2 separate regions of the Mus musculus genome follow, and region 2 is linked to region 1. Evidence: chromatin contacts called from public Hi-C data. All regions are on one chromosome and are shown on one strand. The core of a region is the stretch at or near the end of the contact, and the rest is flanking DNA. Distances in the headings are between cores, read along the strand shown. Region 1 overlaps Ak7 (adenylate kinase 7). Region 2 has its middle 39 kb from the start of Vrk1.

What was found. A called contact is a pair of places that touch in the nucleus more often than the background predicts.
Region 2: a contact with region 1 is called in a Hi-C map of pre-megakaryocyte-erythroid progenitors, with 5 times the contacts expected there. The contact joins two enhancer-like sites. A contact is called at or near these places in 4 of 484 Hi-C or Micro-C datasets (the HL-1 cell line, embryonic stem cells, liver and 1 more).

Annotation. Positions count from the first base shown.
Region 1 is chr12:105,723,582-105,726,155 of GRCm38.p6, forward strand. The region is part of intron 4 of Ak7 (adenylate kinase 7); the gene reads left to right. Among named protein-coding and RNA genes, the nearest start is that of Ak7, 19 kb to the left of the region's middle. Within about 2 kb of position 1,275, at least 9 of the 459 cell types and tissues checked have an H3K27ac peak or open chromatin away from gene starts, as enhancers often do. A contact at or near this core is called in pre-megakaryocyte-erythroid progenitors, where this site is marked.
Region 2 is chr12:105,970,120-105,972,693 of GRCm38.p6, forward strand. No RefSeq gene overlaps it. Among named protein-coding and RNA genes, the nearest start is that of Vrk1, 39 kb to the right of the region's middle. RefSeq lists an enhancer at 2,567-2,574. Within about 2 kb of position 1,277, at least 48 of the 459 cell types and tissues checked have an H3K27ac peak or open chromatin away from gene starts, as enhancers often do. A contact at or near this core is called in pre-megakaryocyte-erythroid progenitors, where this site is marked.

The DNA.
Region 1 (2,574 bases), core at 25-2,524:
AGCCTGTACTTTCAAGTCAAGAGCATGCCTGTGAGAACTGCTCCTCTTTTATTTATTTATTTATTTATTTATTTATTTATTTATTTATTTTATGTATGAGTACACTGTTGCTGCCTTTAGACACACCAGAAGAGGGCATCAGATCCCATTACAGATGGTTGTGCGCCACGGTGTGGTTGCTGGGAATTGAACTCAGGACCTTTGGAAGAGCAGTCAGTGTCCTTAACCACTGAGCCATCTCGCCAGCCCAAGAATCTCTCTGCTTAACTGAGCAAATGTGCAGGTATGGTACTGGCATAAATACTGTCGTTTGTGGGCTAGGGAGATGACCCAGCTGTTAAAGTATTTAGACAGCAGAAAATACCCACCCGTACATGTGCACCTGCCAACCAACACACACACACACACACACACACACACACACACAAACACACAGAGGCATGCATAAAAAAGGGAAAATCCACTCTGGCATTCATGTTTACATGCCACACCCTTCTTGCATTGTTAATCTTTTGATTTACTTTTGATTTTTCCAGATATGGTTTCTTTGTGTGGTCCTGGCTGTCCTGGAACTTACCCTATAGACCAGGCTGGCCTTGAACTCAAAGATCCACTAACCTCTGCCTCCCAAGGGCTGGGATTGCTATCACCATGCCTGATAATTTTTTTTTAAGTTCCTGAATGCCTTTGACCATGGGTAAATTTCACCCTTTACTGATTATACTATAAATGTATTGGTTTTTTTTTTTTTCCCCATGGCTTGAGATCAGGTCTCACTTTATAGCCCTTACTAGCCTGGAACTCAAAAGACCTGCCTACCTCTGCCCCCTGAGTGCTGAGAGGAGAGCGTGGGCACCACTCCCTGCCCATGTCTCTGATAATAATCCACTTCTTGTCTTGAATTAATGCCTTTCTCAGTGTACAGTCACAGTGTTATATCCAAGACTCAGGGACCCCAAAGACCACCGAGGAGCCAGTGCCGATGCACACACACAAGGGTCTTTACTACAAGCTTGGGAGCAAGAACTCTCACCCATCACCATAGCAGGGGGTCAGTCGTGAGAGCCTTGAGTCTAGGGGTACAGGGTATTTATTGTGGTTACAGCAAGCTTGGGAAATTTCCATACAGGTCAGCAAGTTAATATTTTAACAACTGCATTTCTGGAGTAATCTGCAGGAACCAAACATGGGGGCAAAACCACCTGACAATCAGGATGGCTAGGCTATCTATTTGCTGCAGGATGTCTTAGGTTATCTACATGTATGTTGGCCCTGCTGTTGTAGCCTGTCTGGTTATTGCTATGAGGGGTTGTCATAGGATGCTTGCTCTTGGGGACTTTGTGCACTCTCAAAAACAAGGTTGTTGGGCTTTTCCCCAGCCCAGTTTAGAGGTTTCACACACTCTGGTTACTGCAGTCACAGAAGGAAGAGGTCTAGGGCTCCCAGGAGCCAGATCTATAAATATAAATTCAAAGCAGGTGGTTTTACATATGTTAGTATAAAATGGCCATGGTATCCCATGTCTGTAATCCCAGGACAGAGGAGGTGGAGGTGTTAAACCTGAAAATGGCAAGGAGAAAAACCAAATCCATGACTGTCCAATTAAAGCAAGCTTTATAAAATACTGGCCAGGCTCATACCTGGGACCCCACCCCCACCCACCCCCCTGAGAATGGTGCTGAATTATTTTAGTCAGGCATTCATAAAGGCTGAAGCCACAGGCTATAGTACTTCCTGCCACCATCCATCAGGGAAAAGCATGCATCCTGCCTATTATGAGATCAAGTAGGCTCAGCGGTTAAGAGCACTGTCTGATCTTCTGAAGGTCCTGAGTTCAAATCCCAGCAACCACATGGTTGGCTCACAACCATCTGTAATGAGATCTGACACCCTCTTCTGGTATGTCTGAAGACAGCTACAGTGTACTTACGTATAATAAATACATAAATCGGGGGCTGGAGAGATGGCTCAGTGGTTAAGAGCACCGACTGCTCTTCTGAAGGTCCTGAGTTCAAATCCCAGCAACCACATGGTGGCTCACAACCATCCGTAATGAGATCTGATGCTCTCTTCTGGTGCATCTGAAGACAGCTACAGTGTACTTAGATAAAATAATAAAAAAAATCTTTAAAAAAATACATAAATCTTTAGGTGGGGGTGGAGGGTGGGGTGTGGTTGAGATCGAGTGCATCCTGTGCAGCTGGGACAACCAACCTTGTTTGGCGGAGTGAAAACACCTGACTTGCTATTTTCCATGACCAGCAGCCCCCAGCATTCCAGGATGTTGCGGGTCCTTGGGCACGCGGGGCTTACAGGTTACTCACACTATGTGATTCAGTCAGGGTTGCACGTGTCCGTGGGGTACGTTTGGATGAGATATGCAGTGTCCTTGTTATGTCCATCACTGGGAATATCTGTCGCTTCCTTATGTGGGCACTGTTGGAGATTCTCTGAGCCAGCTCTCTGGAGATGCGGGCTTCATTCTTGGGAAGCAGAGAGCATTACACTTCCATTGAGCCAGAAGGAGCGCCTCCGTGAGCAGGGCGTCCTCCCCTGGCTCTGGGGCACTCGCCT
Region 2 (2,574 bases), core at 27-2,526, 250 kb after region 1:
TACTCCTCATGCTCTCAAGGCAGGCTCTCTACTGACTAAGCCATCTTGGCATCTCTTTAATGGGTGTTGTTGTTGTTGTTGGTATTAGTTAGGATTTTACTGCTGTAAACAAACACCATGATCAAGGCAACTCTTTTTTTTTTCTTCTTCTTTTTTGGTTTTTCGAGACAGGGTTTCTCTGTGTAGCCCTGGCTGTCCTGGAACTCACTCTGTAGACCAGGCTGGCCTCTAACTCAGAAATCCGCCTGCCTCTGCCTCTGCCTCTGCCTCTGCCTCCCGAGTGCTGGGATTAAAGGCAACTCTTATAAGGACAACATTTAGCTGGGGCTGGCTTACAGGTTTAGAAGTTCAGTCCATTGTCATCAATGTGGGAACATGGTGGCATCCAGGCAGACATGGTGCAGAAGAAGCTGAGAGTTCTACATCTTCATCTGAAGGCTGTTAGCAGAATACTAGCTTCCAGGCAGCTAGGATGAGGGTCTTTAAGCCCCCACCCACAGTGACACACCTGCTCCAACAAGGCCACACCCACTCCAACAGGGCCACACCTCCTAAAAGTGCTACTCCCTGGGCAGAGCATACACAGACCACTATGCTTGTCCTAAACTATCCCTGGTTGTAGAACCTGCCTTTGGGGCTGAGGACAGTGGCAGGGAGCGGGGAGTCCACAGCTTGGAGTATCTTCTCTTCTCAAATGTTATTGTCTCTTTGGGAAAGGGTCTCCCCAACCCGATGTGAGTAGTAGGATGTCCGATGACAGATCACCTTCTGTAGGAAGCCATGCCAGCCTATAACAGGCCGTGCATTTCTCCTACTCTCTGCCAATCTGTGTGCCTTCTGGTTGACAATTGCCTATCTTTGTCACGCCTTTTATCTTGTAGTTTTAACATTTATTGATGCAATTATTCAATGTTTACTTTTTTATTAAGCATATGGATCAAATTTTGATCACTTCTCACAGCAATTAATCCTACTATAAGACTTTTTTTTTTTTTTAAATCGGCTTCTTCCATTTAAATGACACCGTGTGAGCCTCTGCTGGCTCCCTGACAGAACAGTATCATTTAAATAACGCACCACCATAATACACCACCGCCAAACAAGTTTGGGAGATGTTGCCTGGAGTTCCAGCTTACTGCGTGTGACCCCTGGGGGCAGGAGAGCCACAGCCAGCCCGCTTGGATGCACAGCCACCCTTTCCGTGAGACCTTGCAAGCTGTGGTGGGATGTGGTTTTGTTTTGAGTGTTACCAGGGTGAAGAGGAAGCAGCCACTGGCTAGAAGCTCTTTGTGAAGCGGTTTGGGTGGAGATGCCATAAACCCCAGAGCTCTGGAGCTCTCTGGAGCTCTCCACACTTCCCCTCAGCTGTGCCTACAGAGGCCGGGCTGGGGGCAGGTGAGATAGAAGGAAAATGAATCTCCATTTTTCCTTTTCTGTCTCAATTTCCTCTTTCCCCATTAAGCTCCGCACCTCATTATACCACCATCAGTGTCCCTGTATTCTAGTGGACCTTCAGAGGGGTCAGCACATGTGACAATACACACTTGGACTCCCAGAGTCTTCAGTGCCCCCCCCCCCCTTCTAGCAGCCCCTTCTCGAGGGGTCAGCACATGTGTCAATACACACTTGGACTCCCAGAGTCTTCAATGCCCCCTCCCTTCTAGCAGCCCCTTCTCGAGGGGTCAGCACATGTGTCAATACACACTTGGGCTTTGCACCAAGATATTTTCTATCCTTCAGTTCTTTAACCAGCAGAGAAAAATCCTGCCTGCCCTAGAACCACTACTTAATGTCCCATGAGCTACAGAAAGTCCCACAACTGGGACAAAAGTCCCAGGGAAGCAGAAGGGATAAATATTCTGCCCTCCTGGGGCCTGCGATGGTTCCTCTGCATTGTTAACTTTATGGGATTCAGAGTCACCATGGAAATACAACTATGTGTGTGCCCATGAGGGCATTTCCAGGGAGGTGTAACTAAGAAGGGAAGACAGGGCAAGGTGAGCCCATGGGCTCCTGCCTTAGACTACTTAAAAAGGAGAAAGCAAGCTGAACACCACCAGCCTGAGGGTGGACACAATGTAACCAGCTGCTTCAAGGGCCTATCACCACGGCTTCCTGCTGTGATGGAATGTGCACCCACAGACTGTGAGCCAGAACACAGCATGGACCATGTGCCCTCAGACTGTGAGCCAGAACAAACCCTTTTCTTCATTAACTTGCTTCTGTCAAGTATTTTGTCACAGCAACATAGAAGAAAACCGAGAGGGCCTAGGAAAGTTCTTGGTGCTCAAGGGCATGATGGCTTTGTCCCTGAGTAGTATCTGGTGAGTTTATGTAACCTGAGCTCGTGTACATCTGAGCTGGAGTGTGTGCATGAGGAAGTGATCTCATCTCGAAACAGGAAGCCGGAGAGTAAGTCAAGGATCAAACTCAGGCTTCTGTAACAATCGGCTCATATCTCTCGAGAGGATCCTTATTCCCTTCCAAGACTTCCTATGACATAAGAATCTTACTCGACTCCATCGGTTAAAGAAACGAATGCCTCATATCACCACAGTGGGGACCAAGCTTCCA